2 separate regions of the Mus musculus genome follow, and region 1 is linked to region 2. A link is a contact called in public Hi-C data. All regions are on one chromosome and are shown on one strand. Each heading gives the region's core, a stretch centred on a gene start, on an enhancer-like site or on the middle of the called end of the contact. The rest is flanking DNA. Distances are from core to core; before and after follow the strand shown.

The links. A called contact is a pair of places that touch in the nucleus more often than the background predicts.
Region 1: a Hi-C map of CD4 T cells shows a contact between it and region 2, with 3 times the contacts expected there. The contact joins the promoter of Tmem268 here to the promoter of Rad23b in region 2.

The regions. Positions count from the first base shown.
Region 1 is chr4:63,556,117-63,562,467 of GRCm38.p6, reverse strand. It overlaps Tmem268 (transmembrane protein 268), which reads right to left and starts at 3,705. Exons shown (of 10, transcript NM_001356354.1): 1 at 3,511-3,705; 2 at 1,473-1,556; 3 at 1-28.
Region 2 is chr4:55,345,645-55,351,779 of GRCm38.p6, reverse strand. Rad23b (RAD23 homolog B, nucleotide excision repair protein) reads right to left here and starts at 1,738. Exons shown (of 10, transcript NM_009011.4): 1 at 1,353-1,738. The coding sequence starts at 1,418. It overlaps Gm42290 (a long non-coding RNA gene), which reads left to right and starts at 3,578. Exons shown (of 3, transcript XR_881289.3): 1 at 3,578-3,785.

The DNA of each region.
Region 1 (6,351 bases), core at 2,456-4,955, 8.2 Mb before region 2:
GCTGGGGCAGCGTCTCACCTCCACTTGCCTATGAAGAACAACAAAAGAAAGAAGTTGAGTCCCTGGCTTCCTGGCCTTCCCGGAGGCCAGAGTTGCTAAAGGCCAGGGAGGACCATAAGGAGTCTAAATGCTGACCTTCCGATCTTACTGAGGAAACTTCTCGGAGGAAGAAGAAGGAACTAAAACCTTCCTCTGGCCTCTGCTGAGAATTTCCCTACTAGCTAGCATAGGGTCTTCTCCAGCTCAGCCACACCAGACACCACCCATTCCTTCCTGAGATGCCCAGGCAAACAAGCCTGGGACAGGTATTATGTTCGTTATGGGAAGGCCTGTTCACATATATACAGCTCTGTTTACATGTACAAGGCTCTGCAAGATGTACAAACCGAAACCAGGGAACAGGAAACACAGATTGCACACAAAAAGTCCTGACAAGCATGAAGAGGAGAACTAGCAGACAGTCTGACTACATTCCAGTTCTCTAAAGGGGTAAAGTCCATGTTCAGGGTTCATTCACACTGTGGCCCCACAGCCTCCTACTTGTGTAAACTTGGATACATCACTCATCCTCAGAACTTCGAATAGGCTTCTTCAAATCTATCAGACCTCTCCCCACAGAGGCCCACTACCAAGAATCAATGGACATAGGAATCAAAATCACGGGAAGGCCATGGGGAACAGATATCACACTCCATGTGTATTAGCTCTTTAAATCCTTCAAGGCCAGCACTCTAGAGGCAGAGGCAGATCTATCACCAGCCTGGTCAACATAGTGAGCTCCAGGCAAGCCAGGGCTACACAGTGAGACCCTGTCTCAAAGACAAAACAAAACACTCTCAGTCCAGCCTCATGACATATGCTGAGAGTCCCAGCTCTGAGGAGTGCACGAGGCAGGGCAACTGGATCAAACATTTAATGCCAGCCTATGATACACAGTGAGCTGCAGACAGGTGTAAGCTACCAGGTAAACCCCGCCTCCTAAAAAGAAAGATAGTTTCTCCTGGTCACAGGAGAAAGCAGTTACAGACAGCCGCTTTCACTGAAGCAAGGGTTTGCTCGCTGGGGCTTCCAGGTGGTCAGAGGTTTCCAGCAGGGAAACCTTGGCAGTTAAACGCTCTACTGAGAAGGAGAGCAAGCCCTGGCTTTGCAGTTAGCTCTGCAGGGTCCCGGAGGCGTGGCCAGTGCTGCCAGCATCCACCTTTAGCCATTATCATCAGTCAAAGTGGGAATGCTCCTTATGGGGGCTCCTTTGCTGACCTCCTGAGTCACCAATCTGCTACCACCTGTGACACGTGTCCCAAGAAAGATCATGTCCTATTAAATGCCACGAAGAGCACACCAGTCCTGAGAAAAATCCTCTAGATCATTCATGTGCTACCAAGGGAGGTTGACACTGGGGAAGGCAGGAAGCATACAGATGACACACACCTACTTGAATCCAAACTGGCCCCCAAGCCCCACTGCCCGCTGACCTTCAGGGAGGAACTGAACCTTCTGGCTTCTTCACTGTTTCTCTCCAGATTTCAACAGGCACAGCTGCACAAGGCTGGGATGCTCTGCAAAATGAAAATGGGGGGAGGGGACTCCTGTTGAGAACAGAAGGATCTGCGGTCAGGGGGATGGATCCGAGGGTAAAAAGCACTTGCTGCCCAAGCCTGGTTCCCCAAGTTCTACCCCAAGGTGCCCCTATAAAAAGCCAGATGAAGAGGCAGGAGCGTCTACAATGGCAGTGTTCCCCTTACTCTGCCCACAGCCCAGATTCCGTTCTCTCCTCAACATGGGTTTCCTGTTCCGTGGTCAAGACATACTCTCTCCAAAGCTGAGTGGCTATCAGCCAAAGAGTCGGGAGAAGGATTTTAGTGACTCCAGGGTCTCAGCCCTCAGCACCCACGCTTGGGCTGGCTTCCTTTCCAGCTAATTCATGGAATCATCTTCGAGTGGGTCAGAAGAAACCACAATTCCTAGGCAGTGATATAGAAACCAAGTCCAGTCAGCCTGAGTCTCCTTGCGGCTCATGCTCAGTCCAACTCACAACAGCGGTCTCAAACAAAGGAGTACTTACCAGCCTATCTTAGTGCGCCTGCTCTTTCTATAGACCCAAGAGGCACAATGGCCACAAGGTTGCGCCCCTCTGCTGCCTCTGAGCAACTGCTAGGTAGGCCACAAGGCAGACCCAACCCTGACATCTGTACTCCTGGCCGAGGACTCAGGCCCTCTCGGTGAAGCCTCCCAACACTGGAGTGTTGAAAAGGCTGGGAGGAGCTGACACAGACTGGAGTTGCTCAAGCCCGGGGCTGCACAGAAGGATCCACTGGTTGCAAAATGCCACAATGAAGCATTGTGTCGGGGGCAGAAATCACAGCACCCACATCAGCCCCCTCAGCTGCCCACAGAGACCCAATCAGCAGACTCCAGTCACACACCCAAGTTTGTGTGTGTTGGCTAAAAGTAACCTGCCCAGCCCAACCACTTCCCACCTGGGTAGCCTTGAGCAAGGTAACAAGACTTCTCTCTGCCTCCATTTCCTGGAAAGGAGACAAGGACAGACACTTAGGATTGCCCTATGGGTTCCACGTCCATGAGATCCACACTTGGGAAAAGGTTGATTACTGAGAGAAGGTAGCTGTCATCAACCTATGCCACAAACATTCCCTGAGAACCTTCTAGGGCCAGCCCCTGGACTGTAAAACCAGGAGTGGAACATGGAGCGTTTGCTCAGCCCTCCCCTGCAGGGATCACCATCCACTGGGGAAAACACACTCAGAACTGCCAGAGAGATGAGGAGGAGGAAACTAGGCAGCAAAGGTGGAGGACGACAGACTCCCTGGGCTGCCTAAATGGGCTGCTTCGCCAAGGAGGAGACTGAAAGGAGCCACACAGAACTGAATGGACTCGACTCAGAGGTCAGGATGGGTCCAGGGCTCCCCGTGTACATTCTCATCCAAGTACCGAGGCTACAGGGCCATGAGGGGTCAGGCAGGACCCCAATGGCAAATGCTAACCATTTACCACCTCCTCAGCTCTGCTCCAATCTTCAGCACACAAGTAAGGGAGCCCCACACCATGGTAAGCAAAGCACAGAGGGAGCAAGTGACTGCCGACCGAGTTCCTCTGGGAACCCACATTGCAACCAGATTTTCCAGTTGCGGGCTGTGCAGACTCAAGCCCCCAAGAGGTCTCATCTCTGCACAGTGCCTGCCAGCCTCACCAACATCTGAGCGCCTAACATATCCTGAAAGGAAAGAAAGAAAAAAAAAAAATGGATTTCCTTCTTCTAACTCAGCTTCATTAATTACAATGCAAGTCCAACACATCAGAGAAGCAGCAGTCCCCCAAAAGTTTAGGGCAGAAAAACCTGGCTGGACAAGGAGTTCAAACGCCCCATTTCAATGATGAGAACATTAAGCCCCGGAAGAGAAAGCCGACTATCCAAGGTCAGGGAGCAAACCCGGAGGGAGCCAAAACAGAAAGCCGGCTCGGCGCGGCCCGGCCCGGCGTCTCCCACCGTACCTGGCCTCGGGCTTGGGCAGCAGGCTCCCCGATCTCTGCCCTCTGGCCTTGGGGTTCCTTTACCCCAGAAATCACCCGCCCTGCCCTGCAGATCCCACGCCTGACGCGTGGGGCGGGAAGAGGTCACCCGAGCCTGAGCGGAGGGACGCGCACGCAGGCCCCGCGGCCCCAACCCCCGAGCGCGGGAGCGCGGACGCGCGGGCACGCGCACGGCTCGCGCACACTCACCGCCGCGCTGCCGCCCGGGCCGCTCAGGGTCAGAGGTTCCATGCCCCTTGTACGCCGCGGCGTCCCGGCGCCGCCGCCCCCGCCGTCCCCGCGCGCCCTTTTTGGGGCGCGTCGCCCCAGCCGGTCTCCGCCGAGTCGCCCTACGGCAGGAGCGTCTCTCGGGCCGAGCCCGGAGCGTTTCATCAGCCACGCTCCCCCAGGGCGCCGGTAGGGGCCCTGCGCCCGCCACGTGCATGAGATCTGAGCTCGTCCCTGCAGTGAAGGAGCGGGGCGGGGAGGCCTGTCCCGAGTGACAAAGTCATGGGATCCGATGCATGAGGCACACTCGGGACCAGAAGTTTCTTCCAGGCTTGTTTTTAATGAAAAACGGTGTTCAGTATTGAAAGCGTCGGTGTAGTCTCCACTTTGTATCTGCGTTTTCTTTAAAAATCTTTAGTTGAGACAGTGCTGTGAAATTGTGTGAGATCTTTACGAAATAATGTGTGAGGTGTTCAAACACACACTTGCACACCCCGCTCCTTGAGATTTAAAAGGATCTGTGATGGCCTGCTTCTTTTTCCAGGTAAATCACTAGTCTTGGGTTCACCTTGGTGGGTTGTTCTGACAACAGCAGACCTGGCTAACTACATGTACTTTTCTTTGGAGTACGTGTTTATATCCTATTAGCCACCAAACATTGTCTTTCAACAAAGACGGTGGGCACTTGGTTGCTGCACCAACAGCCTGGTTTCTTTTTCAGGGGATCGATGAATGCACAGGTGGTTCCCACCCTTGCTTACAGGAAGGACTAGGGCAGTACATGCCACTGCCCTTGTCTCTACAAGTGGTCTTGTACACACAGAGAGACACAAACACATTTCTTCCTTTTAACAACTCTTGAGGACTTCCAGACCACAGGACTTACATGTGCCTGCAGGATGTTTCCAGGCAGCGAGAATGAATTGAAAACCCAAATTAGCATATCCCATGGAGGTGCCCACGGGGACAAGTGAGGATCAAGGTGGCAGGCTACTGAAAATGAACTTATCTGTGAGCAAATCAGCACTGAGTACCTGCTCTGTGCCAGCCTTGCCCTGGGCAGTAGAAAACAGTTCGTGGGAGCCTCCCATGTAGTTTGATCAACTTGCTAAACAGTAATGTAGAGGCCTGGGAACAAAAGACCCAAGGGTGCTGAGACTTCTAAATGCTGACCCGGCTATTGAAAAGGAAACAGCAACAAGCTGTGGCCTAGCCCCGCCCCACCCCCAACCCTGCCTGTGAAGCAACCCTCCTCAATGTCAGAGATGCCCTACTGCCTTCCCACCAGCCTGTCTTCACTCTCCACGGGCCAGCAGTTTTAGGTCGACACACCAGCCTCCTACAGGTACACAAACGGAACTTGGGAAGCGGCGGACAGAGCTGTACTGGTGCACTATGTAGCTGCCTGTGTGCTTGGACAGCTCTGCCCACTCATTCAGGAAAGTCAGGGACTCCTGCTGATGTGAGAGGCTGCAAGGGCGAAACGTTGAGTACTTAGTGTTCTGACTAGCAAGTGCACCCTTGCAGCAACACAAGTGTTTGCATACCTGAAATCCTGGGATAGGGGCGGGGGTGGGGGCCGGAATTCAAGGACATTACAACCAGGGAAACAGACTGCAGAGCTGACTTTAGTAGTGACTGCTTGATGGGAGTCTCGGGCATTTGTGAGGATTTCGATGTGCACTACCTGCAGCCTACACCGGATGAGTCACTGCCCTCTCTCCAAACCCCAAGCTCCATAAATAGAGCACCTCTCACTTCCTCCTGCCCTCCATTCTTTCACTTCCAGGTCCCAGTGTTTGCCTCAGGTCTTCCCTGTCCATCTGGAAGATCAGTGCCAAACCCATTCTCATCACCTGACCGGCCTATTCTTGGGTCTTGGGTGACAGGGCCCTACTTCTGAGAGCCCTGTCCTGCCCTAGGCCAAGGGCTGTCCTCCTCACTGGTTCCCATTCAACCTACAGTTATCCCTATTATGACCACTGGCTCATTCTTTCCCTGACAGCACAAACTTCGAGTCCTAAGGCCATTACATAGCTACCCAGTGCCCAACGGACAGGCTTTTGTTAAACACATCTTAATACATGGATGAAGTAAAAGAATTCTCCCCAGAATGGACAGAATTTCCAGAAATGCAGCAGCAGCAGCAGCAGCAGCAGCAGCAGCAGCAGATGGGATCGGAGGGAGCTTCAGAGAGCACCTGAAGAGCTAACTGGGCTGCCAGTTACATTCACTGACTTTCTAGCTTTCTTGCCATGGGCTGAACAAACTGATCAGATCACACAGCAGCTCTGGCTCACAAGAGCTGAGAGTCACACATTCAAATGCAACTCTGCCACTAATTATCTGTCCTTGAATAAGTGAACTTCATCCCTCTAAGGCTGTCTCCTAATTTATGCAATCTAATACTACTGCAGACATGGAGTATACAGCATGTATATCAACACCTTAAATTAGTATTAATGCATTAATACACAAACTATTCAAAAACGTATTTATTATAAAAGGTACCACCGCTAGTGGCTCCCTATCTGTTCAACTCTTGGAAGTGGTGTGACCTGGTAAACTCCACTATGAGATGTGATATGACAGCAG
Region 2 (6,135 bases), core at 489-2,988:
CTCTGTCCACTAATTGTTAACAACTGCTTCTGTGAAGATTGCAGAGCTCTCATGTAAATGTTTTTCTATACTTTCAAGAATTATTGCAGATATCTGGAAATTAAATAACTTCTTATAAAATTATTTTGTGCCACAATTTCAAAAAGGTTGGGAATTCTTGGCTTCTTATTAAAGATTGAAGGAGACTTTAGAATATTAGATGTGATAGGTAAAACAAAACACCATGTCTTCACACAAACATATACTGATTACATAGTAGGCCTTATTTAGAAATCAACTAAATGCCATTTAATCCTCACCATCTCAGCTGGTACAGTTCCCATTTCAGAAAATCAAACAGGGTAGTTTGTCCCGCTGTAGAAAACGAGTTATAGAGCCACAAATAGAATTCGGATCTCGGATCTATTTAATTAACACCACGTCCTGGTTGTTTCAATTACAAACTCAATCAGTCAAAAAAAAAAAAAAAGAAGAAGAAGAAGGAAACCCCCCCACACAAATATGCAGTAATCTATTGACATAGCGTCATAATTCCACGTGAGAAAAAATTTTATTCGCATGACATTTTTTAGATTCCTGACATAAAGTTGTATTAAAGTTAACACAGATCTTTTTACAGGCAAAACCGGAGACCACTGCATTAGAATTTATCACGTGAACTCGTTAAGTGTAGTAGTCGGCTTTTTAACTGTAGAACACCAAGTTTTTATATTTTTCTCCCTCCCTTCAAATACTACTATTCTAGGAGTCCGAGGAGCGTTCAGGTTCCCAAGACGACCGAAAGAACGCATTTAAATCCGGATCTGAAGGTTTCTAATGCAAAATTCTTCACCACCAACGTGGCCTCAGAACGTAATCCACCTGTGGGTGTGGGTTCAGTGGCTGCGAGGGGAAGGATCGTAAAAACTAATCCAAAATAAGACATAAATAAAAGGGCTCCTTCTGAGAGGCCAAAAAATTCATTTTTCCCCCACCATCCCTCCCGGCTGCAGACAAAACTAGGCGCGTTTAAGGCCCACCGTCTTGGGTAACCGGCCCCTTAGACCTCTGCACCTAGCCATGTCGCCGGAGGGTGGTGGCTTCGCCTGGGTCTCCCTCCCTCCCCCACCTGTGCACGTCAGGCCCGGCTCCAGCGCCCAGGCCGCCAGGTCTCCCCTCCCCCTCCGTCCCCACGACCACGCGCTCCGGGCCGCGGCCACCAGCGCCCACGCGGACCGGTGCTGCTCCACGCCATCTGCCCCCGGGCCTTCCTCGTTGTCGGCCACAAAGCCGGCGGTGACCCGACGCCCCTCTGGGGCCCTCCCGCGCCGCCCCGACTCGGGCCCGCGCTCCCCTAACCCGGCGGCGCATACCGTCTCCTCCGGGTCGATGTCGATCTTGAAGGTCTGCTGCTGAAGGGTCTTCAGGGTGACCTGCATGGTGCCTAAGCCGGGGCCTGGCCGCCCCGGGGTGGCCGCGATCCTCGCGCTCTCGGGAGGAAGGCGGTGGGGGTGGGGGGGCTTGTCACATTCGCCCGGAGTCGCACTCACCCCGGGCCCCGCGTCTCCCCTGGCCGCGCCGCCGCTCGCTCCCGCGGCTTTCCCGGTAAGCTCGACCCGCGGTGCTTCCTCACGCGCCAGCCACTGGGCCCGCAGGAGGCGCGAGGGACTCCCCGAGAGACGCAGAGAACCCGCTACCTCACCACAGGATGGTGGCCGCCATCACCGTGACTCGCCGAGACGTGACCCCTCCCCCACCAGAAAAAAACCCGGAGGATGGGGCCAGACTCGGGCGATCTGAGCAGGCGCAGGGTGCGGCGACGCAGTGCGCAGGCGTGAACAGGAACTCCGCCCGGGAATTGGAGGCGGGGCGATGGGTGGGGCTGGAATATCGTGCGGCGCGGCACCGGCGTGCGCAGGCGCACTTCGCAAGCAGAGGCGCTCGCGGAGGCCTGGTCCGCTCCGCGGTCCTGCAGTGGCTCCGCCTACATCCAGGCTCCGCCCAGCGGCGCGAGTTGCGCAACCCGTAGCCGGGGAACGGCTACGTGGAGTCCCGGCTCAGTGGCTGCGGCTCAGCGAGCGCGGAACCTTGAGGGCGGTGGAGCGGGCGGAGCCTTAGTGCAAGGATTGCCGAGGGCCGGCCCAGGAGGGGCGCACATCGCCAGTCGAGCATGTGTAATGCCGGTTGCTTCCCTGATTCTGAGACTGACTTCAGCCATGGACTGCTTGCTTGCCAGTCTTGTGTTCTCTCACCAGCCTTGGGACCTCCCACCTCTAAAGAAAGGCGGATTTAAGAAGGAGGCCTAGTTGTGTCACGCCTTTCCCTCTATCGTTTTGCTTCGTTTAGGTGTTGGTGGTAGATATTAGGCGGTTGCCTCTCCTCACCCCCTTCCCCCGCCCCCCCCCGCCTCACCCCAAGCGCTGCTTTCCTTTGCACGTGGACCCTTTTAATCTTTGCTCAAATGTCGCCTTCTTGAACTCTATCCTGCCTATCCAACTTAAAGTATCTTATTCGGATCTCATTATCCAGCTCCACTTGTCTCAGTAACCATTCATCACCTTCTGGGTACTCTACACTATGTGTATTTAGCGTGTGTGTCTTCTCTTCTTTTTCTGGTCCCCAGGCTGAAGCTACACAGAGGCATGCATTTTGTTTTGCCCACGTTGTGCCCCAAAGCCTACAGAATAAGCCTAGCACATTGTAGGTACAAGGTAAATATTAGAAAAATAGGTAGACGTGCTTCTGGTTCCTTGGCAGTAAGGGTGAGATGTCACTCAGCTAATTGGTGGTTGGAGAGGGTGGGATAATGCATGTAAGTCTTAGAGTCAGGAACACAAAGTTAAGTGCTTGGCTGTAGCTGTATGATTATTTACACAGCGATAAGACCAGAGTGCAGAGGTGTCGGGTAATAAGCACCACAATAGTAAGTGACACTTTAGGTGCTTGTCTGTATGCTGCCTCTTAATAGTGCAGTGACCCCTGTTAGACTTAAAAAGAAGAAAAAGCAGTTACCATCAGACCACAGTGAGGACAATTATGAGCATCCCCCATCTCTGAGCCAGCACCATCAATGATTACAGTATCGCTATTTGGATTTTCATGATTCCAGAAGCTAGGATATAATTTTGTCATGGAACTTTCCCTAACCAAGCCCCCTCTCCACCGACAAGGTATGTCCCTGAACTATGATAAATATCGAATTCTCTGCCGGCTAGGCTGTCTTCCTGTGGAACTAGTCTTAGTCACCAGGTATGCTCAACTTTTGCTCTGAAAAACTGGCAGCTGGGATCTCTCCCTTTAGCTATAGGGTCAGCCAAAGGCAAAGCAGTATTACTGTTTTCAGCGTAACCAGATGCTGGAAAAAAACATGGGCAAAGGTAGCAACTGACTTCCTTATGGGCTTTCCCTTCAAGCCATTTCTCCCCTCACTCATGACATTCCACCTCTTAGGTACTCAGATCCAAACATCGTCATCATCCTTAAGTCCCTTTCTTCCCTGACTCCTGCTGCCTAGCCACCACATCCAAAACAGGGTCAGGTCTTATCACATTTACTCTCCACTGTGTACCCACACGTTTACCCACTTCCCCCCATGATTTCCATGTCTACAACCATCAGCAGTGGCTGTCTTCTAAGGAGGCTTCGCATCCAATCCCACAACAGTCCAGCAGCCAAAGCACCCAATGTTAAACTGGGGGCTTTAGTTTTGATTTTGTTTCTTATGACAGGGTCTCAACTATATAGCCCAAGCAGAACTGAAACTTGCAATTCTCCTGCCTCAGCCCTCTTGAGTGCTGAGATTACAGGTATGTACCAGTATCCCTAGATCAGAGTTGTCTTTTGAAAACATAAACCATGTCGCATTCTTTTATTCTTTTGTTTTGTTTTGTTTTGTTTTTTTCTTTGTTTTTCGAGACAGGGTTTCTCTGTGCAGCCCTGGCTGTCCTGGAACTCACTTTGTAGACCATGCTGGCCTCGAACTCAGAGATTCGCCTGCCTCTGCCTCCCAAGTACTGGGATCAAAGGCGTGCTGGCACCTGCACCATGTCACATTCTTTATATTTGCGTTTTACTTCCATGCATGACAAAATGTCACAGTGATCAACGTAAGAGGAAAGGTCTCTTAGCTCATGGTTTCAGAGGTCTAAGTCGGGGCATGCTTGTTCATGTTTTGGACCTATGGCCACACAGTATGTTGTATCAAGAAGGCACAGTCATAGAGCTGCTTGCTTTGTGGTACCCAGAAGCTAAGAGAGGGAAGAAACGGGGGTCTCCAACTCCCTTCAAGAGCACCCCCAGCAACTTACTTCCACCTCACATAGCTCTACCTACTTGCTGGCAGCCTGACCTTTACCACACAAGCCTTTGTGAGACATTTAAGAGCCAAACACTAACAATACCTAGTTGTACATTGGAATAAAATGCAAACTCTCCCTGGCCTTGGAGAACCCTCATCATCTGACTCTTGCCAAATCCTCTGAGCTTGTGTCTTCTGTCTCCCTGCTATTCATTGCTGTCCTCGGGCCATCTTTCCTTCATCATCTCAAACACCTGGTTTTGTCCTCTGGGCCTCTGTGCAAGAGGTTTCTTCAGCCTGAAACTCTGTCTTTCCCAATAGTTAAATGACTATTTTTCATTTTTCAGATTCTTCTCTAGTTTTTGTCATTAGTTCTTTTCTAAGAGTTTTAATTTTATTTATTTATTTATTTATTTATTTATTTATTTATTTATTTATTTTGGTTTTTCAAGACAGGGTTTCTCTGTGTAGTCCTGGCTGTCCTGAAACTCACTCTGTAGACCAGGCTGGCCTGGAACTCAGAAATCCGCCTGCCTCTGCCTCCCGAGTGCTGGGAAAGTTTTATTTTTTTAGGCTGGGAAGTGGTGGTGAGGGCCTTTAATCCCAGCACTTGGGAAGAAAAAGGCAGGAGGATTTCTGAGTTCTGGGAGGCCAGCCAGGTCTACAAAGAGAGTTCTAGGACAGCCAGGGCTACACAGAGAGACCCTGTCTCTAAATAAACAAATAAACAAATAATATTTTAATTTGTCAAAGTAGATGCCACATGTGTGTGGGTGACTTCAGAGTCCAGAAGAGGGTGACAGATCTCATGGAGCTGGTGTGACAGGCCATTGTGAACTGTCCAACATGGATGCTGGGAACTAAGCCCACGTCTTCTGGAAGAGTAGCAAATGCTCTTCCCTGCTGAGCCGTCTCTGGAGCTCCTTGCTGTCGTTTTGAGAGAAACTCTGGAGCCAGGCTAATGGCGGCCGTGCTAATGCCTCAGCAGCCTGAGTGGTGTACTGGGAAAGGCTTTGTGTGTGAATGGAGTAATTCTTTTATTTCTGGAGAAACTACATATTACTGTACTCCAACACTTTGAAGAGAGGCTGCATCTGGCTGTGAAGGCAAAGTCAGGAAAGGGATCTGTGTCTGCGGAGAGCAGCTGATTAGAATCTCAGTGCTGTGCAGAGACTGGAATGTGGCAGGCCCAGAGGTTAGTTACCTTACCTCAGCCTAGTTCTAGCCCTCCAGAACAGCTTCTCCTTGCCCTTTTGTGTGTTCTTACTAACACCTCAGAAGAAATAAAAGCCTTCTAGAATCTATTCACTTAGGAGGTAACTAGCATGTCCCAATCCAAAACCTAAGAACGCCTTCAGATGATGTGTGACACCTATAGATGAGCTTCCCCATCTCATTGTCCCTGCCTCTTGATGTACCCACCAATGTATCTTAAACTTGTCATGGTCTATGACTTCCTCAGTTCTGTAAAGGTATACACACTTCATAAAACTGCTTCCGTGTTGGAACATGGAGTTTGGTACCATAGTTCACATGCTAGATAATAAAATGTCATCCTTATGCATAACAGAAAGGCTGTAAAGGGGAAATATCAGTCAGCAAAGGCTCAGGTAGGTTCTGCAGTTACCAGGCTGAAACAAAGGCAAGGCCACCAAGGTGCAGGGGGTTTTACTAGCATTCTCAGAAGGCAGCTATGGTGCCTCTATACCACCAATACCTTACCACTGTCAGTTTTGGAAACCACTCAAATGGTTTCAGAGAATAGAATTAATAATAAGATATGCAGGTGTGTTAGTCTACTTTGCCATTACTGTGATGAAATGCTTGAGGCTTGGAAATTAACCTTTTTAAAAGTTTTT